Linked DNA regions of Mus musculus: all the other regions are linked to region 7. Evidence: chromatin contacts called from public HiChIP or PLAC-seq, Micro-C and promoter capture Hi-C data. All regions are on one chromosome and are shown on one strand. The core of a region is the stretch at or near the end of the contact, and the rest is flanking DNA. Distances in the headings are between cores, read along the strand shown. Region 1 overlaps Fstl4 (follistatin-like 4). Region 2 overlaps Fstl4 (follistatin-like 4). Region 3 overlaps Fstl4 (follistatin-like 4). Region 4 holds the start of 0610009B22Rik (RIKEN cDNA 0610009B22 gene). Region 5 holds the start of Sar1b (secretion associated Ras related GTPase 1B). Region 6 holds the start of Jade2 (jade family PHD finger 2). Region 7 holds the start of 9530068E07Rik (RIKEN cDNA 9530068E07 gene).

What was found. Promoter capture Hi-C pulls out the DNA fragments that hold promoters and counts their contacts. A called contact is a pair of places that touch in the nucleus more often than the background predicts. HiChIP or PLAC-seq counts read pairs in DNA pulled down with a chosen protein or histone mark. Capture Hi-C pulls out chosen DNA fragments and counts their contacts.
Region 1: a promoter capture Hi-C map of hematopoietic stem and progenitor cells shows a contact between it and region 7, with 3 times the contacts expected there. The contact joins the enhancer-like site here to the promoter of 9530068E07Rik in region 7. A contact is called at or near these places in 5 of 39 promoter capture datasets (frontonasal cranial neural crest, hematopoietic stem and progenitor cells, hippocampal neurons and 2 more) and 3 of 115 datasets of contacts at active chromatin or transcription factors (DN3 thymocytes, cardiomyocytes and stem cell-derived neural progenitor cells).
Region 2: a promoter capture Hi-C map of hippocampal neurons shows a contact between it and region 7, with 4 times the contacts expected there. The contact joins the enhancer-like site here to the promoter of 9530068E07Rik in region 7. A contact is called at or near these places in 2 of 39 promoter capture datasets (the HPC-7 cell line and hippocampal neurons), 2 of 115 datasets of contacts at active chromatin or transcription factors (cardiomyocytes and stem cell-derived neural progenitor cells) and 1 of 9 other capture datasets (embryonic stem cells).
Region 3: an H3K27ac HiChIP or PLAC-seq map of DN3 thymocytes shows a contact between it and region 7, with 15 times the contacts expected there. The contact joins the enhancer-like site here to the promoter of 9530068E07Rik in region 7. A contact is called at or near these places in 10 of 39 promoter capture datasets (the 3T3-L1 cell line, 3T3-L1-derived adipocytes, HPC-7-derived erythroid cells and 7 more), 5 of 115 datasets of contacts at active chromatin or transcription factors (DN3 thymocytes, embryonic stem cells, kidney and 1 more) and 1 of 9 other capture datasets (adipose tissue).
Region 4: an H3K27ac HiChIP or PLAC-seq map of regulatory T cells shows a contact between it and region 7, with 7 times the contacts expected there. The contact joins the promoter of 0610009B22Rik here to the promoter of 9530068E07Rik in region 7. A contact is called at or near these places in 9 of 39 promoter capture datasets (the C10 cell line, cranial neural crest, fetal liver and 5 more), 1 of 484 Hi-C or Micro-C datasets (CD4 T cells) and 4 of 115 datasets of contacts at active chromatin or transcription factors (bone marrow-derived macrophages, large pre-B cells, memory CD8 T cells and 1 more).
Region 5: a contact with region 7 is called in a promoter capture Hi-C map of liver, with 2.6 times the contacts expected there. The contact joins the promoter of Sar1b here to the promoter of 9530068E07Rik in region 7. A contact is called at or near these places in 5 of 39 promoter capture datasets (liver, neutrophils, pre-B cells and 1 more), 2 of 115 datasets of contacts at active chromatin or transcription factors (large pre-B cells and memory CD8 T cells) and 2 of 9 other capture datasets (liver and macrophages).
Region 6: a Micro-C map of embryonic stem cells shows a contact between it and region 7, with 2.6 times the contacts expected there. The contact joins the promoter of Jade2 here to the promoter of 9530068E07Rik in region 7. A contact is called at or near these places in 7 of 39 promoter capture datasets (the HPC-7 cell line, the SN4741 cell line, hippocampal neurons and 3 more), 1 of 484 Hi-C or Micro-C datasets (embryonic stem cells) and 1 of 115 datasets of contacts at active chromatin or transcription factors (pancreatic cancer cells).

Annotation. Positions count from the first base shown.
Region 1 is chr11:53,077,876-53,080,575 of GRCm38.p6, forward strand. The region is part of intron 6 of Fstl4 (follistatin-like 4); the gene reads left to right. Among named protein-coding and RNA genes, the nearest start is that of Gm11186, 41 kb to the right of the region's middle. Within about 2 kb of position 1,261, at least 23 of the 459 cell types and tissues checked have an H3K27ac peak or open chromatin away from gene starts, as enhancers often do. A contact at or near this core is called in hematopoietic stem and progenitor cells, where this site is marked.
Region 2 is chr11:52,993,630-52,996,329 of GRCm38.p6, forward strand. The region is part of intron 3 of Fstl4 (follistatin-like 4); the gene reads left to right. Among named protein-coding and RNA genes, the nearest start is that of Gm11186, 130 kb to the right of the region's middle. Within about 2 kb of position 1,267, at least 1 of the 459 cell types and tissues checked has an H3K27ac peak or open chromatin away from gene starts, as enhancers often do. A contact at or near this core is called in hippocampal neurons, where this site is marked.
Region 3 is chr11:53,023,271-53,025,970 of GRCm38.p6, forward strand. All of the region lies in intron 4 of Fstl4 (follistatin-like 4), which reads left to right. Among named protein-coding and RNA genes, the nearest start is that of Gm11186, 95 kb to the right of the region's middle. Within about 2 kb of position 1,376, at least 12 of the 459 cell types and tissues checked have an H3K27ac peak or open chromatin away from gene starts, as enhancers often do. A contact at or near this core is called in DN3 thymocytes, where this site is marked.
Region 4 is chr11:51,687,270-51,689,969 of GRCm38.p6, forward strand. It overlaps 0610009B22Rik (RIKEN cDNA 0610009B22 gene), which reads right to left and starts at 1,365. Exons shown (of 2, transcript NM_025319.2): 1 at 1,279-1,365.
Region 5 is chr11:51,762,275-51,764,974 of GRCm38.p6, forward strand. Sar1b (secretion associated Ras related GTPase 1B) reads left to right here and starts at 1,389. Exons shown (of 7, transcript NM_025535.2): 1 at 1,389-1,517.
Region 6 is chr11:51,856,399-51,859,098 of GRCm38.p6, forward strand. Jade2 (jade family PHD finger 2) reads right to left here and starts at 1,270. Exons shown (of 13, transcript NM_001357588.2): 1 at 913-1,270. The coding sequence starts at 1,040. Gm30110 (a long non-coding RNA gene) reads left to right here. Exons shown (of 2, transcript XR_388628.2): 2 at 1-199.
Region 7 is chr11:52,395,008-52,397,707 of GRCm38.p6, forward strand. It overlaps 9530068E07Rik (RIKEN cDNA 9530068E07 gene), which reads left to right and starts at 1,421. Exons shown (of 3, transcript NM_153117.2): 1 at 1,421-1,596. The coding sequence starts at 1,461.

The sequences.
Region 1 (2,700 bases), core at 11-2,510, 680 kb after region 7:
GGCTACTGGAAAGCAGGTTGCAAGCTAGTCCTCACTGTTCATCACAGTCAATTAACTTAAAAGTCGCTCACCTAAAAAAAAAAAAGCTTCTCAGTTCCGCATGTTTTTACACTTTTCTGAATGTTCAAGTTGGGATCGTGGGGGAAAAGCAGGTCACTTAAGTGAGAACTATTTTTTTCCCCTCTCTTTAAATTCATTATCAGTGTCTCCTACTTTTTTAGAAAGATACTTGTCCGCTTAATTAATCCTCTGAGGGCAAGCCCAGCAAACATGTGGATTGGGGGTGGGGGGAAGCAGGTTTTAAGCAGCCACATGAGCTTCACGTGGTAACATTCCAGGTCACCAGGGACCCCAAGGTGCTGACAGGGTGGGAATCAGACCCAAGCCTCCCTCTGGAACTTGGGGGCCCTAGGCATACAGAAAAGGAAAAGAAAACTTTGATCTCCTTACGGCCTGGCTCTTGTAACCAAGCGATTCTGAATCAGACGGACTAGGACGTTGCACATGGTTTTCCATCATCTTTGCTACAAAGTGGGAGGGAGGCTGAGTCCGGCTGTGCACATCTTATCCCCTGGAACCAATAATGGCTGCCACCATCCTAGGCTTCCATACCAACCTCCTCAGACTCCTCATCACCAAGGTGGTGAAATAAGACAGCCACAAACGTCCAACCAGCTCTCTCCGGCTGGTTAACCACAAAGGGTGGGCTTGACTGCAATTGTAGGCGGATATTGCTTCATCCTTGACATTTAGCCCTAGGTTTTGAGCAGTGAGGCCAGGCTAGAGGATGGGTTCAGAGCCAGCACACCACCCTCACTCAGGGTCTGTGTTTGATCAGTTATCACTGTAGATAATGGGCTCTTACAGTCAGAGAGACACCTAGTGTTCAACATGAGCCAGCACTGTGTGCTGTATCGCTTTCTCAGCTAAAGAAAGAAACTCAGTGAAGTTCAAGTATCCAACCTGAGGTCACACCACCAGCAAGTCACAGAACTGGGATGGCCCATGCACATGATTCTACAACCTTCTCGTGTATTTAAACATTCTTGGCATTCCCCTCTGCATTCTCCAGGGAGAAGCATGCTGTCCCCCACACTTCAAGGTGATCCCAATAGACTCCTCCTCCAAGAAATCTTTCTCATGCCCCCTCACATGGGCCAAGCCCTACACCCCATTATCTGGGAGCCCAGAGACTGCCCTGGGCTTGCCTCTGCTTCTCTTCCTCCTCCTCTCCTCTCCTTCCTCCTCCTCTGTCCACCTTGAAGTCTCAAAACCACACTGCCTCTTTCTCATCTCAGTGGTTTCCTCCTAAGGACTGTAACTGCATTGTGAGGCTCAACGTTTTCTGCCATTGTCTGGAACTCAGTCCTTCCTTTTTTAAAGATCCCAGCTGGAAGCTCTCAATGGCCTCAGTGCAGAGCAACTGAATAGTAGAAAATTAACTAATTACAGGTTCTTATTGAAAATCTATTATACACAAATTGCAAAAAAAAAAAAAAACCACCTCATTAAAATATGATGCTTTGGTGTGTTTTTTTAAAACTTACTCTTGGAGGGAGGGGCAGGGTTGGGTGAATAGACACTTCTACCATCATTCTCCTGGAGCTGCAGAGCCACTTCATGTTCATGGGTTCACACAGCCCAGCCTGACTTTGTATATCATAGAGAAACTAAAAATTCTGCACAGAGCTCTCTGAATATTAGTAAATACTTTAAAGTGGCTGCAGAGGAGGCAAAAGATTTGGTTACAGAGATATAAATGAGAACAATTGAAATGTCAGCCTTTTACAGGATAGCGCCGTATTGCCATCATGAATCTCACTGTTTCTGCAAAGCTTTTGTCGGAACTTGAATGCGCAATTCAGCACCGAAGGTCATACTTCTGATTTCCAAGCTTGCTCCCCTAAATGGTAGTGTTGGGGAGGCTTGGGATATGCAAGCCAGAGCTATCCAAAGCCTATATCTCAGTGAGGATCCTTGTATGCCCAAGGTTGCCTCCAAGGCTCCAAGCAAAAGCCCAGAGGTAAAACTTATAACACAGAGTGAAACCCCCAGCACCCTACTTGATTGTTTGGTCTGCCCTTGGACCCCTGATTTCTTGTGGGTGTGGCTGGCAGGGAGTGTGAGGCACCTGGTGATGACCAGATGCTCTGAAGTATGAGGAAGCACACCTGAAAGGCAATTATGGTTTGGATGTGGAATGTCCCCCACGGGTGCATGCACCAACACTCTGTCTCCACCTGGTGGCACTGTTTCAGGAAACTGAAGAACTTTTCAGAAGTGGGACCTAGATGGAGGAGGTGGTTTGCTGGGAGTGGGGGTGGTCTTAAGTTTTATGATCCAGCTCAACTTCCTGTCCTGTCTTCCTGACCCACTCAGAGTACACCCTTACATACTGCTGCTGCTGTGCTATCCCTGCCTGGATAAACCACACCATCAAACATAAGCCCAAGTCATTGCTTCTCTTAGGCTGCCCCTTGTCAGGAGTTGAGCCATAGCAGTGAGAAAGTAATGGATACAAAAGTGGGCCTCCCAAGGCTGGACACTTGACACAGCCATGATTCTACAGTCTTGGTCTTTCTTTCTTTCTTTCTTTCTTTCTTTCTTTCTTTCTTTCTTTCTTTCTTTCTTTTCCTACCACATCCTTTCAGATTGCAATCGCTCTCAAGACCCTACAGCTACTACTATGAGGCTTAGTCT
Region 2 (2,700 bases), core at 17-2,516, 600 kb after region 7:
GTTGCTTGAGGGTAGCTGAGGGAACTCTTAAGTCCCGAGACAAGTTTTGGCACGGCTCAGTGATATTGTACATCCATGGTGCCTGGGCCTCTGGCTCTGCCCCAGCCCCAGCCCCAGCCCCATCCATAGTACCTCTCCAAAGAGCAATTTCTCTAAAGCCAAGCTTAGTGATTGGAGCCCCACGGCCCTCCTCCTTTTCTGGAGTCTCATTGTGAGGTTGAGACTAGCACTCAGTTTGGGAAGGATGAGAGCCCTGGCCCGGCTCCCCGTGAATAAGACAAGGCCTCATAGTGTCACCCTGGTGCCCTGTTTAATAGGCCGACATAAGCCAAAGCCCTGACCTAAGTGAGAGGTCTCTGTTCAGCTCAACGCTTACCATTCCTCAACAGCCTGGACTATGAGGTTACGTGCGAACTTAAACATTTACTCCAGTGATGATACAAGTAATTCATCCCAGTGAGAAAGGTAACCTAGAGGTCCCGATGTCCTCAGCCTGTGTAGGTCATGCACTGGCAGTAAGCCTTGCCCAGCTACCTCGTTTCTGCCCACAGGACCAGTCTCTTCCTGGTGAATAAGATGTGACCACAGCTGAGGAGATGGCTCAGTAGGGAAAATGCTTGCCATGCAAGCCTGGGGACCTGAGTTCATCCATGTGCAAAGCCAGGTGCACTGGCACATATGTGAACCAGGAGGATCCGGGACTGACGGACTGAACCAGGATAGTCTAATTATCAATACCCCCCCAGCCCCAGTGAAAGAGACCCTGTCTTAAAGGGGCTGGGGGTGGGGACTGGGGCTGGAGAGATGGTGCAGCAGTTAAAAGCAGTCACCGCTCTTAGGAAGAGCCTGGGTTTGGTTCCCAACACCCACATCGGTAGTTCAGACTTGCTTGTAACTTGAATTCCAGGGAATCCAATGCCCTCTAGCCTTTACTGGCATCTGCATGTACATGGTGTGTATAACTTATGCAAGTGTTCATGCACTCGCATAAATAAAAATATTTAAGAACTTCTTTTAAAACAAAATATTAAAAGGAATGACACCTATAATCCCTGAGATTGACCTCTGGCTTCCACTTATGAATTTGCATACTCGTGCATACACGTGCATGTGCACATATGTACACACACACACACACACACACACACACACACACAACCAATGCATAAATGATCGAGCATTCACCCAGCCACCCATAGGGATCATGTACTCTCATGGACTTCTCTGCCAGCAGAAGCTGGAGGCCGCTGTTGTGCCAGGCTAGGGTTTGTAGCAGATGGCAGACAAGATTCTGGAGGTTCTGGGTGCTGTGTGTGCTCCTCTATCTTCTGTATCCAACTCACTCACTCCTTTGGGCTCAGCAGTGAGTGGTTTCCTCAGAGCATCTCTGTGACCCACAGGGTGTATGTGAATTTTAGGATCTCATCCTGGGGTCTTTTGTATAAGCACTGATGGCGGTCAGGAGGCAGGTGGTTCTCTCTGAGCGATGGAACAGCCACTTCCAAGACAAGTGGAGGGAAAGGCGGGGCCACCATCTGTACCAAGCAGGAGAAGAATTCTAGACACAGAGACACAACACTGAGGAAAACACATCAGCCAGGAGTCCACATCCCGGGTGGAAACATGAGTGGCTCTCCCCTCATCCTAGACTGTTTCCTCTTGCATTAATAGAATACCGTAGGCTGGGTAGATTATAAACAAAAGAAATCTGTGTGGTCTTGTTTCAGGAAGCTGAAAGAAATCCAAGAGCATGGTCTCTGCACTGCTTCATGATAGGACAGACAGGAAGGCAGGAGAGGGCAGAGGACATGCTGAGATGAGTTGACCAGGAACCTACCTGGGTGACCACCTCACTACTATGGTGGCACTCATGCAATTGTGACTGTCATGGTTGATCTTCTCTGTCACCTTGACTGGGTTTAGAATCCCTTCTGTAAGGATGTTTCCAGAAAGGTTTAGGTAAGGAGGAAAGACCTACACTGAATATGACACTGTCCTAGGGGCTGGGGCCTCAGACTAGATGAGAGTGAGCTGAGGACCAGCATCTGTCAGTCTGCTTCCTGAGTGTGGATGCAGTGTGACCAGCTGCCTCACATTCCTGCTGCTGTGATGGACTGTGCCATCAAACTGTGGGCCAAAGAAAAGCTTTCCTTCTGTGAGCTGCTTTGTCAGATAGTTGCTACAGCAGTATGAAGCCAGTCAGTGCCCTAGCCACCTCTGAAAGACTCTTCAGCTCTGTCACAATCATAGCGCATGCCAGCATGACTCTTGAAGGCAACGTTCAACTGTAGCTTTTCCATGTGTCACCCTGGACGCCATCTCTGAGATGGGAACACTCATCTTGCTGAGGACCAAGGAGCCAGAGTTTGGAAGCAAAATAACCCACTGAGTTCTCAAGTGTACTGTGCTACGAGGAAGCCACACTCACTGTTACAGGTGCAATCCTGGAACTCACCCACCTTGAACAGCCTCTGGTGGGGCTCAGGCTAGTACTGAGTCACACCTCATACAGGCAAGCTCAGAGCTTCTGGCCACCAGGTCTGTAACACTGATCTAGAGTCCTCTCTGAATGACAGCAGAGGGTCTTCAGCACCAACTAGTACAATAGATTTGTGGCTCCACCACCATCCCTTAATGTATCAGTTCCCACGTCTACCCATGTTCGGTAAATTTAATTAGTGTTGAAAAGCAGCTTATTTG
Region 3 (2,700 bases), core at 126-2,625, 630 kb after region 7:
AAGCACAAAGGAGAAAATAGAAGTTATTTACCATCACAGGGAATAGCAGATAATAGTATAGAATGTAACTTTATAGGTTGTTTTTTTCTTTGTGTTTATATAACACACACAGGCACACTGGTTTTTCAGAATAGCACTTTACACACTGATGTCTTCATTCAAACCATGAGTTTCTTGGGCAAAGGTCTCCCCACCAGATGGGGAGCTCACTGCAGGTCTGCAGGGAATGCCTTAAAGAGAGATGGATGTATCAGAACCGTTAGTGCTTATAGACCACAGCCAGCCATTCTCATATGGGTACGCAAGTCTGATAGCCACTCAAGTTGCTGTCCACTTCTAAAAGACTGAGATTCCAAACTTCCCTCTCGTATCTAGGCCCACGTCATGAGCCTGAATTTTTTAAAACAAGTGGCATCTCGGTCCATCTGGCCGCTGAAACACAATACTGACCGAATACTTTAAAGAGATTTATTCTCACAGTCCTGGAGACCAGGAAGTCCATGATGGAGGTGCTGGTCAACCTGGTGTCTGTCTCATGGGGGCTCCCTTGCTAGGATCATTCTCACTTTATCCAGAGAGGGGGGGAGGTCTAAATAAGTCTGCCTCATATCTCTTTTCTTGGCTTGTTGGGATATTTTTGAGTTCCACTGTGTAACCTAAGCTGACTTTGAACTCTGAATGTAGCCCAAGCTAGCCTCAAGCCCACAGTCCTTCTGGCTCCACTTCCTGGATGCTGATATGACAGGTGTGCGCCACCACACCCAACACTGTTTCTTTATACAAAGGCACGAATCTCTTTGTTTAGGCTCTACCTTAGTGGACAGTTGGAGGAGGGACTGGCCAGCACAGAGTAGAAGACTCATTAGGGACAGATCAAAAGCACCTTCCTGGGGCCCTGTGAAATCACCCTTTCTAATTACCCTTCGGGGCAGGATGACCTTGATTGACAGGAGGGTCAGGGTTCCTTTTCCTGTGGGATTTCCATTTCAGCTCAGAGAGAGAGAAGAGATGTCTCCCTTATATCTGTGCTTCTGAGGATAGCTACTGTGGGAAAGCATCGATCTGAGAAGACACTTGGGAGCAAGCACTTCTGGGGTCTGTGCCCAACTCTGCCGACCAAGCAGTGTGTGCCTGCCCTCTGTCTACACTGCTGTTCCTGTGAACCTACATGTGGCCGCCCCTCCTGTGTTGTTCTGTGAGAAACATTTCCTGGGAAGACACAGCACAGGTCTCCTCAGCCTAGAAAGGGAAGCCACTGCTCACTGAAGTGGTGATTGCACCAAGACTTGGTGAACTGAAGAGCTTTTACTGGGGTTAGTCTCTGGTGTGTGGGTGGGAGGTCACAAGAATGGGGAACTGGGGAGCAGCTGTCTGCCGAAGAGCCCGCCTAACGCTGGTGACAGCTCATGAGAGCTGTGACCCGGAGCTCTCTGCACAGCTTGTAGGCAGCTTGATGGGCAGAAGAATCCGCTCCCTGGAGCTCCCCTGGTCAGAGTCTTTCCCCATTGCACAGCAGTTATTTTCTATCTCTGTAAGCTTGAGGAGGAGTCCTAATGAATCCTGCAAGTTTCAGCTTCCCCAGGCACCTCTTTAATCTTGTGAGTCTCCGTCTCCTCCCTTTTGGAAGGAATGTTTCAATGCTGAAGAAACTGCCTAGATGCACACAGAAGTCACCCATTACACAGATTTTTAATCAATGCTCCCACACAGAGAAGAGCATTGTTGTGGGTAGAGCCAGATAATGCTTCACACTGAGAATTCCGCACTGCAGGGAGGTTAGGGCACCTGTGTTCCCATGCTGGACAACACCCACTAGGTGATGGTCAGGGGTTCCCTAGCAGAGAGGATGAAGCACAGCATTTGCTCAGCATGCACCCATTAAGGACCTGCTTACAGACAATGCCCACTTTATTCTGAGCAAAGCCTTTGGCTGCAGTCTTGTTCATTCCTCCCTCTGGCTTGTGACTACCTCTGCTGGTAGAGTCCTTGCGAGAAGGCAGTGCTGCAGGCTGAAACCACATGCATGCCCTTGGCCACAAAGCAGACTGTTGCAGCTCGAATCCCACATTGGTTATTCTTGTCTGCACATAGTAGGTCTCTTACTCCAGAGACAGATTATTGTATGATGATCCCATGTGTGCACCGTCACTCAGGGTTCATTTGATTATTCTCAGGATGTTGCAAGGCAGTCAACACTCTGGAAGATTTTCCCAGTCCCCAAAGCCCAAAGTTGAAGGTGCCAGCTAACCCTTTGGGTAGCTCCATCAGGAAAAATCTGAAGCCCTCCAGAGGTCTAAATAGGTTATCTAGCTTTAAATGACACAAAGGCTGTTCAGACTTTGTCCCAAGCCACATCCTGTAAAAAGGATGCTACTGGAGCACCTGTTTTTGATACAACCAGGCTTCATGGCTCTTTCTCTGAGTGTCACTTAAAATGAGCCTAAAATGAAGCAGAATCTCTGTGACTGCCCTCATTGGTTTTTAACCAAGATACACACACACACACACACACACACACACGCTCGCGCACGCGCGCATACACATCCACATGCCTGGAAGTAGGGGTCCTGCTGGCTCTAGGAAATGTGTCTGGGAGGCCTGGCAGATGGTGACCAGAAGGACTGAGTAATGACACAGTCCTGACTGGGACCATTCAAGAGCATGGCCACCCTAGTGAGCACCAGCTGGCACTGAGCTGAG
Region 4 (2,700 bases), core at 115-2,614, 710 kb before region 7:
AAAAAAAAAAAAAAAAACAAAAACCAAAAACCAAAAAACCCAGGATAAGGGACTATCGTTTAAGAGACACGTCATAAAATAAAAACTATAGCTTTAGGAATTTAATCAAGGCTTTCAGTGGAGGTCTTGGTGGTTAAGATCATTGGTTGCTCTTTCAGAGGACCTAAGTTTCCACTAAAAATTTCCGAAGAATTAAAGAATCTCACCTATTCTTGAAAACAAGTAAATAATGGCTGCTGGTTCAGGGGACTCGTTTTTCCTCATTGGTGTATCCACCATTAAATTGTGTATGCTCCATAAATAAACCCCTACCCATAAATACCCAAGTTAAACTCAGTGGGTACACACGCATGCTCAGTCCAGAACTCAGTAGGCAGAGGCTAGAGGATCTGTGAGTTCAAAGCTAGCTTGTTCTGCAAAGCAAGTTCCAGGACAGTCAGGGCTACAGAAAGAGACTCTGTCACAAGAAGAAAGAAGACAGGAGGAGGAGGAGGAGATGATCAACTTCACAAAGTTGTCCTCTCTTACACATGTACCATATAGCAAGCAGGCACTCCCATGATGTGTCACATACATCCACAATAATAATAATTTTAAAAAATGTATAGATATGAAAATAGAAGGGAAAGGGGGTTCAGTGGGTGTGGGATGAGAGGGTGACAAGGGCTGAAAACCACATTAAAACACATGGATGAACCTGCCAAAGGATAACTAAAGATACTAGGATGGACTGTCATCCTTGCTTTGGGGCTATTAAAGATGGCGATACATCTATTTACCCACAGATTCATTTACAACACGATGACAGAGTCCATTAAATAAACCCGTACATTTTGCTATTTTATTTTGTTATTAACCTTTTTTAAAAAATAAAATAAAAGGTCTTATGAAGCCCAGACTGGCCTACAAGTATCAGAAAATGGCTTGAATTCCTTACCCTAGCTCCCCCTTTCCAGTGCTGCGATTATCTTACACTGCCCCTCTTTAACTGTTTATTTCTGGTGCTGGGGACCAAATCCCAAACCTCCAGGTGCTAGGCAAGGGCTCTGCCCCTGAGCCACAAATCCCAAGGAAAACTCAAAGTACGCACCCACGAAAGTGACTGAACTGTATGTGCCCAGCCTCCCTGGACGGCCCCCACTTTCCCAGTCTCTAGCTCCCGACTTTTTGCTTTGGGCAGGGTCTTGCTGTCCTACAGCACTTGAGGCAATCCCTCCGGGCTCCTGAGCGCTGGGATCACAGGCGAGTGCGGGATTTTGACAACTATAAATACCTCACCTAAGCCGACTTCCCTCTAGTTCAGGGGCAGACAAGCTCAAAGAGGAAAGCAGGTCAGCCGGCCATCACACACACTCAACGTCCACCCCGCGGGGTAGCTCCGCCCACCGACTAGCCGAGACTGCTCACTGCGCATGCGTACATGTTCCCGCCTCTCCGGGAAGGACTGAGCGGCCTGCGCCGGCTGCCGACCTGACGCAAGTGACGGAAGACTGAGCATGCTCAGTAACGCGCTAAGCCCGTCCCCAGCCCCGGTCCGGCCGCCATCTTGGATCAGGGCAGCTCAGTCGACCGGGCATGCGCACATGCGTCTCTGAGCAAGGCTGCGCTAAGGGTTTTGTCCGCCATCTTGGGTCAAGGCCTCATGGGACGTCGGGGTCCCCGCGGGCCTCCTCTGGCTCTTAGAGCAATCCTTGCCTTCACCGCACGCGTACTTGCTTATGTTGTCACTGACGTTCGCCTGGAGGTGTAGAGACCGGAAGCCTGGCGGGAGATGTGGACCAGACTGCCAAGTGAGGCGGAGCTTTTAACTACAAGAATGCCAGAAAGCAAAATGGAGGTTGCAGCACCGGGCGCTTGTGTCCAGACGGTGCTGGCCGTATGCGTGGGCGGAAATGCGTAATGGGAGGGTGGTTTAGGGCGCAAATCACTGGTGTTAGGTGCTGTTAATCATCAAGGACTCTGCTCTTTCAAGTGTATGTCTGCATTGTTCACAGGTTTTCCTTATGTGTTTATTATAGTGAGACTTATCTAGCGTTGGCGTCCTGAATTCCTTCTTCCCTTAAACAGACATTTCGAAGCTACTTTGGCTAAAAATCATTGACTTCTCTCTGGGGCCACAGAGTGACTAAAGATAAAGTTTGGCATTTCTGTTTTCGTTTTGTGTTTGCTAGAAACATAAACAAAGCGAAGTAGCTCTACAAGGCACGTTCTATTTGTAAAAAAGGTGTTTCAGGATCAAAATCATGGTGTCTTTTCCCCAGTGGCTGGGGTCCGACCTTCATGCTTGGCTAGTTCTGAAAGAATAAGCTTAGAGGAATGGAGTTAAAGGTCTGTATTCCAGGCAGCAGGGAATTCAGGAGGGAGAAAGGATGCATGAGGTTTATAAACAAAACTTTACTAGGTGGAGAAGATGTTTGTTTGTTTGTTTGTTTGTTTGAGTGAAGCAGCTTTCTTTTATTGGCGGTAGTGAAGAAAATTTTTGGAATATTGGCCAATGGCAGACTACCTACCTACCTTTGATAGATAAATAACAAAACTGATTTCTTACATCTCCTTTGCTTTGGTCAGGTACCTGCCCACTTCTACATAAGCAGCATGTTTATCCATCCATTTCATCTCCCTTCAAAATTGAAGGCACAAAAAAGTCATTGTCCTAAACCTCTGGTCATCTTGATAGGAATGGGAGTTAGGGAGGAAGGG
Region 5 (2,700 bases), core at 139-2,638, 630 kb before region 7:
TCTTCTTCTTCTTCTTCTTCTTCTTCTTCTTCTTCTTCTTCTTCTTCTTCTTCTTCTTCTTCTTCCTCCTCCTCCTCCTCCTCCTCCTCCTCCCCTTCTTCTTCTTCTTCTTCTTCTTCTTCTTCTTCTTCTTCTTCTTCTTCTTCTTCTTCTTCTTCTTCTTCTTCTTCTTCTTCTTCTTTTTATGACAGGGTTTCTCTGTATAGCCCTGGCTGTCCTGGAACTTACTCTGTAATCCAGGCTGGCCTCAAACTCAGAAATCCACCTGCCCTTGCCTCCCAAGTGCTGGGATTAAAGACATTTGCAACCACTGCCTGACTTAAGTGTTGTATTTTACAACTCTGCCCATGAAATAAAAACTGGTAATATGGTACGATTGAGATTCTTCAAAAAAATGATCTGAGTTTTTATTTTTCTGTTCTTCCATACTTTAAATAATAAACATGTCACCCTTTGTTCAGTGTGGTGTACTTGTGGAAGTCAGATGACAACTTTCCCAGGAGTTGATTCTGTTTATTCAGTTTGTGGGTTCCAGGGATTAAACTCCTAGTTGTCACTTGATGGCAGATGTAGAGTGGCTATGTAGAGAGACCCTTTCTCAAACAAGACAAACAGGACCCACTTTTGTGTGTGTGTTACAGGGGACTGAACTCAGAGTATTTTATAATCTAAGGCAGGCATTCTACCATTGAGCTCTATTTCCAGCCATCTCCCTATAAAAGGTGTATTTAGGTGGAAATTAAGAAAGACATTTTAATATAGGCTTGAGCACGAGGGTTAAGAGCAAGGGATGTTCAGAGGACAAATGAGACACGTCCAAGAGCAGGGTGTGGGCTTTCCAAAGAATTGCAGGAAGTAAAACATATCCTAGCATAAACTCAAGGGTCACTCAAAAGATGTAGTTTTAGGAAAGAGATGCCAAGTTGGACCTGGTGCTACAAGGTTGCAATCCCAGTTTCTCAGAAGCAAAGGCAGGAAGATGATACATTCACGACTTGCCTGAGCAACTTTGTGAGATCCTGTTTCAACATTAAAATAACTAAAGGGTGGCAAATGCGTTTTGGTGGTGGACTGCAACCCCCTATTACTGAGAGGGGGGAAAAGAAAGAAACAGCCTGGTGGTGGTGGTGACCCATACCTTTAAGAGGCAGGTGATCTCTTAAGTTTGAGGCAGCCCGGTCTACAAAGTGAGTTCAAGGACAGCCAGGACTACACAAAGAAACGAAAAACCAACCAACAAACAAACAAACAACCCCCCCCCCCCAAAAAAAAAATCTCACATGCCTCTTGGGGTTGGAGTGAAGTGGTCCGGAGCACAGGGATTGGTGGCGAGACCGCAAGGAGGCGGAACTGAGGGCGAGCGGGGCCTGGGACCTGCGGACTGTCACTAGCGAGGCACCCGCCGACCCGGAAGGAGCTGAGAAGAGCTGGGGCCCTGGCAGCCATAGCGCTTTGCACAGCCGGCTTGGAGCGTGTAGGACGGGCACGGAGCAGGGTTGCGTTCTCTGAAGTCGCAGGTGAGTGGCAGTGCCCTCGTCGGGCAAGAGAGCGGGCGACAGCTGTGGCCCTTCGGAAGGCCACTCTTTATGCTGCCCACTCACCCAGAGCTCTTGTCTCGGGTCCTTCGCGAACAGGGAGCCTGTTGTTTTGGGTTTTGTTTTTGTTTTGTTTTTTTCACGCAGGGTGAGGGACAACACCGATCCCTACCTGCGGAAACCGCTCTAGTGGCTCTAGGGGTAAAACAGTGGTTGCCACAGGGCAAGTATTTCAGGAAAGAGTGAGAGTACCGCACGCGAGACTCTTTTCCTTCCCCTGGCCCTCAGTTTCCCCATTTGGTAGGATGAGCGAATTAGGGGTCATAGACAGCTGGAGAGGCTAGGACGGCTCTGTGTTGTCCCAGTAAGTGTGGCGGTCACTGGGCCTCCTCATTCTCCGTACTTACCGTATAGCTCAAGCCGGGTTGAATGAAGGGGAAAGATACTAATGGGGGGAAAAGTCAAGATTTTACGATAAGATAAAATTTATTTTGAAAGGTTCAAGTGTAGTCTTGTTAACTGAAGGAAAAAAATTTATTAGGAGTTTAACGTATTGGGATGAAGTAAATTGAACTTACTGTCACGTATTTGAACATTCTTAAATCAAGCTCTGTGTGGGTGTCATCTTACCTTGAATGTCTGTGTCCTTTGTTTAAATATTGGTCAGAGTAGTTACAGTGAAAAAGAAGGTGCCACCTGTACAGCACCGCAGTCTGCTAAGGAAGACACCCCTGTCAATTATTTTACAGGTGACCAATAAGGGTGATTTTACAGTTTGCCAATGATGAGTGTCATCAGTCAAACAGGGCAATGCATGCCTACCATTGCACCTTTTGGTACATTTGGGTTTGTGACCACAATATTTTGACCTTTAAAAAATTTTTGTTTGAACATAGGCAGGCACTCTGACCCTACAATTCCACCTACTCAAGAGGGCAGGGGCATCATTTGAGCCAAGTCTGCCTTCGAAGATCTTATCTCAAGAAAACAAAATTGGTCTCAGAGTTAAGCTGCTCCCAGGCATTTCTGAGTTTACAGAAAAGGAAAGTGTCCTTGTTGTCAGGATGTTAGAGAAGCGATTCTGTAGTTGTGAAGTTTTGCAGTTTGAATACGGTGAACTCTAGATTTCCTCTGCCTTGTGCTATTGGAGTAGAAATGTAAGCAG
Region 6 (2,700 bases), core at 20-2,519, 540 kb before region 7:
CCCGCGAGCGCGCACCCGCCGCTCCGGCCGTCGCCGGTACATTTCCACTCTCGCGGTGCCTCTCCCCCACCGGACTCCCGCGCAGCACCGGAGAGCTGCTGTCCACTACCCCAGTATGCACCCTGGCTGCCTGGACTGCGCACCCAGCACTCACCTGGGAACGTTGTCCCCCGCCCCTTAAGAAGAAAAAAAAAAAAAACTAATTTGTGCAATGCCTCTGAACCCAAGAACCGAGCATGCTGCCCCCGCGTGCAGCTCCCTCGTGCACCCAGCCTGGAAAGGGGGCGCAGGGCGGAGGCGGTGGCCCCCGGAAGGTGTCTAGGACTGGACCGGCTGCACGTGAGCCCAGTGCGGGGTCATGTGCATCGGCTCAGCCCGGTTCGGCACCCGGACGTGCTGCGTATCAACAAAATGAAACTCGGGAGACAGAAGGGCAGATAGCTCCAGGTTTCCCGTGCCCCGGTGCCCGCCACTCAGCCTCCCCACCCCGCACCCCGGTAGCGCCGCAGCCCCTCGGGCCGGCCGGAGCCCGCGAGGCAAGTTGCAGCCCCAGCGCCCCCACCCGCCCGCGCCCCCTCGCCGGCCCAGGGGCGCTTTGCCGCAGTCATTAATAAAGAAGGTCGCCAGGCTCACCCTTCCAAAAGTTGTTGCATGCGCCCCTCTCAGCCTCCCCGCACTGTACTCTTTAAAACACGGCTGACCAACATGCGCAATCTCTCTCCCCAGTGCTGTGCGTCCCCCCCCCCCACCCCCCGCGCTGGCTTCCTAGAACAGGCAGCCAGCGAGAGAGGGAGCGAGCGAGCAAGAGAGAGGGAGCGAGGAGCACTGGCAGATCTGTTGAAAAAAAAAAAAAGCCCACAAAATAATGCCGTGGAGATGCGCAGGGCCCATCCGCTGGGGGCTGGCTCTTACCTTGCTCCGCGGTGCCCTCCCGAGGGGCGCTGCCCTCGGCTACGCGCGGCGGCGGGGGCCGGCGCGGGAAGGATGCTCCCGAAGCCAGGAGCTCCTGGGGCCGGCGCGGGAGGGCGGGGGGCGCGCATCCATCCGGGGTCGTGGCGAGGGAGGCGACCGGGCCGCGGCGCCCCCCAAGCCCCGCACCCCTGCTGGGAAGATGGTCAGCCCTCCAGCTCAGAGCTGGTGCCACTAGGAGTGGGCGCAAAGTAACTCCATGGACGCTACTCACCCCCCAAAAAAATAGCCTCCAACTGCGATGGCCGCGGTCGGCACCATTCACCAACCCCCTGTGTATGTTTCTGTTTCTTTTTAAACCAAGACTTCCTTGTGATCTCTTTAGAGGGGGAAAAAATGTGTTGGGGTGGGGGTGGGGTGGGGTGGGGGCGGGCAAGAAGAGAGGGAGGGGGAGTAGCCACTTTTTTCTAATTCACTCGGATCTCCGCTCCCGGCACCCCCCTGTCGTGTTCCCCCCCCCCTTCCCAGTTGTTTGGCTCCGGCGACAGTCCCAGGTAGCGTTGCGGCCCCCCCGGGGGGGTGCCCTACACGGTCACCCGCCCGCCTGCACGCGGGCCCGGACTCCTCGTGGACTCCGGGGCGCCCCCAACCCGCCCTGTCCCCAGGGCCGGGCCCGAGCGCCGGCTGAGCCCGTGCAAGTCCCATCAGGTCGGCTCACACTTCACACACTCACACACATACCCCGCCCCTCCACTCGCTCACTCACACTTTCTGCTCACACCCCGCCCCCTTCGCGCCCCAGACCCAGGCGGAGCCCCCCACAACCTTTAAAAAAAAAAAAAAGCAAGCTTATACTTAAAAAAATCTTTTGGCGCCATATTAATGACGTACTTAAAATTTGCCATTTCTCCCTGCGTCAAAAAGACGTTTCTTTGCAAATAACAGCTTGGAGGCGACACTCGCGGAGGAAACGAGGCTTGCACGGAGTACCCAGCTCGCCCGCCCCACCCCCAGGGACTCTGGTGCTGGAAGACCCTCGCCCTCCGCCCGGTTTCGGAATCACTGGTTTTAAAATCGAAATCGAATAAATCGCGTGGCGTTTTTTGCAGCGCCAGAAGTGAGCAGAAAGTGCTGGCAGGAGTGCAGGGGAGGGGCGCGCAAGGGGCTGGGGGAGGGGGCGCGGTCCTCCTCCCCCACCCACACCAAATGCAAACTAGCATCCTAGGCAGGGAAAGTTGAAATTGTGGGCGACCTCCGGAAGAGAGGGGCTGTCCTTAAGGGGAGGGGGTCCCTTCTTGGGCTTGTTGCCCCCTCCCCCTCGCGGGTGCCTCCTGGCGCCTGGTGCTGCCCTGCATTTCCGGAGGGGGGGTGAGGCGCACTGTGATGGGTGGGTGGCTAGCAGGGTGGCAACATGTCCTAGCCTCAGGAGGAGTTTGCCCCGGGGTACCCCCTTCCTTCTGCCTCGTGCATCTTATAGCCGCAAAGGGTTAAAAACCGAGGGGCAACTTCCCAGGGCTGGTACTTGGCAGAGAAGCGGGGCGCCCCTCTCCCCACCCTCTCGTTCTCGCCCCTCCTCCTCCGACTCCACTTCCCGACTTGACCTTGTGGTGCACAAACAGTGCTCTCCAATCCTCGCAGTTTCTGGAAGAAGAGCCTGCGCTCGCCAGGCGGGCGGGCTGTCGGGCGGCTAGCCGGCAGTGGCGGAGCCTTGGGTCGGTTCCCTGAGCTGCGGGCCACACCCACCCAACCCGCTGTGCCTGGGGAGCTCACCTTCTCTCTAGGAAGGAAAAG
Region 7 (2,700 bases), core at 171-2,670:
AGTCAGCTATTGGATGGAACACAGGGCCCCCAAAGGAAGAGCTAGAGAAAGTACCCAAGGAGCTAAAGGGGTCTGCAACCCTATAGGTAGAACAACAATATGAACTAACCAGTACCCCCGGAGCTTGTGTCTCTAGCTGCATATGTAGCATAAGATGGCCTAGTCGGCTCGGCCATCATTGGGAAGAGAGGCCCCTTGGTCTTGCAAACTTTATATGCCTCAGTACAGGGGAACGCCAGGGCCAAGAAGTGGGAGTGGGTGGGTAGGGGAGTGGGGGGGGATATGGGGGACTTTTGGGATAGCATTTGAAATGTAAATGAAGAAAATACCTAATTAAAAAATAAAATTAAAAAAAAAAGGAATTTTGAGGCCAGCCTGGGCCACTTGAGATCTTGTTTCAAAACCAAAACCAAAAGGGTGCTGGAGAAATTATTCAACAGTTTAGAGCAATTGTGCTTGTAGAGGACCAGGGTGTGGTTCCCAGGAGCCACATGGGGTGGCTCATAATCACAGCAACCTCCAGCTCCAGGGGAGTAGACGCCCTCTTCTGGCACTGGAGGGCATTTGAACTTACACACAATTTTACTCTTTCTTTATTGTTTCTTTAATGCTTATTTTATCATTATTATTTTTTGAGACAGGGTTTCTCTGTGTAGCCCTGGCTGTTCTATAATCGCTTTGTAGACCAGGCTGGACTCGAATTCACTTAGATTTACCTGCTTCTGCGTCCTGAGTGCTGAAACTAAAGATATGCACTATCACACCTGGCTAGTTTTAATTCAGAAATGATTGCTTGCATATATGTTTGTGTACCCCATATGCCTAATGCCTGTGGAGATCAAAAGAGGTCTTATAGTCAGATCCCCTGGAACTGGAGTTAGAGGTGGCTGTGAGCTGTTTAATCTGAGTGCTGGGAACCAAACCCAGTCCTTTGCAAGAGTAGCAAATGCTCTCAACAGCTGAACATTCTCTCCAGCTCCATATATATATATATAATCTTTCTTAAGTGTATTAAACTTGTGTGTAGTTGTTTTACTTATGAGTTTCTGCATCAGTTATACGTCTAGTGTTTGAGGATGCCTAAAGAGGGCACCGTATACCCTGGGACAGATGGGTGTGAGTCCTCACATACAGGGGTGCTTGGAATCGAACCCAGGAGCTCTGGGGGAATCAGCCAGTGCTCTTAAGCGATGACCCCTGAAATACATCTCAAAGATGACAACGATAAACCACAGAGCAAAACAAAAAACCACCAGTTGAAAATAAATCCGTCCCATTCGCCTTTTTTTTTTTTTTTTTTTTTAAGCACCCTTTTCTACACTCCCACGCTAACCTTTCGGGTTCAGAGATGCAACGTCATCACGCCGGGACGTAGCTGCTTCGGGAGTGCGCTTCGGACGCGTATCTGACGTCACCTCGCAGAACCTAGCAACAGCGCAGGCTCGGGGGCCGAGTCCGTTATGGCCGCCTCCGCCCTGGGCAGAATGTGCGGGGCTGCACGAGAGAAGCTGTCTCCCGGGCCGGGCGCCCGGGGCCTCGGGGCTCTGGCGCGATCTCTGGTGCTGGCGTTGCTGCTCGTGCCCGTCCTGTGCTCTGGTAATGAACGCAGGGAGACGGCGAGGGACCGGGTCGGGCCCGACGGGGACGGAGCGCCGCCGACTCACGGTGGTTCCCACCGGCCGAGTTCCCGCGCCCAGGGCTGGGCCCGAGTTGGGAAGCGCTCCCAGTGCGGTCTCCCCAGGCCTGAGAAGTGGGGTTGTGAGATTCAGAGACCCGAGTAGGTGGGCGGGGACGGGAAGTCCCCGTGTCGTGGACGGAGTCTCTGAGAATACACTCCCTGGAGGAAGGGCGCTCGGTGTGGAGGGGGGAGGTCCCCAAAATGGGGAGTACAGAGATCTCGCAGACTGGATAGGAAACAGGCCGAAGAGATAGTCGGAGTTGGGGAGAGTGATGTTAAGAGAGATGCTTGAGGTTAGAGGGACAAGCAAGGCTAGGCAAGTTTTTGTTTTGTTTTCCCCTTCGAAATGGTGAGGTCAGAGATAAAGATAGGGACAGCGACCCAGTGTTGGGACTGAATTGATTGACTGTTCCAGAGTGGAAGAGGGGAGGAGCTGTTTGTGGATTCCATCTCTGAGGTCTGAGAAGTTCTGGGGCTTTTGGTGTAGAGGCAGAGTCCGGGGACGCTGACCGGCTGAGGGCCTTGGAGGAGGAGTAGAGTTTAGAAACAAAGGGAGAGAGCGTGTCTGCGGCAGATGCCCTTCCTTGAGCTGAGGTTTTACCGAACGCCCTCTCGCCTCATTTGAGAAAAACTTTCTTTTCTTGCAGATGCTATAGCATAAATCAGGATATTAAAGCCGTTCTTGAAAGTGAAATCTGTAAACCGAGGCAGAGATTTAGCAGGAGAAACTGAGCATTGTTGAGTAGTCATATTTTTCTTTCTGTCCAGCGTGCAATCATTTTCTCCCCAAGTCTTTATTGATTTTTTTTTTCAGATGAAAACTTAATGTGAACTGGGGCTGACTTCCTTCTTTGCCCAGGGAGACTCTCCAGCCAATCACCCGTCCCTTTATTACAGTGCTGGGTTGCATACATAGTTTCCTTCCTCAGCAGCACTGAAAGCAGGCAGCTGACTGCCCTAACTGGAGGGTTTTGGAGTCTGTGGGAGGAAAGACTAGGTTTTCCAAGGCTCTTATATCTTGG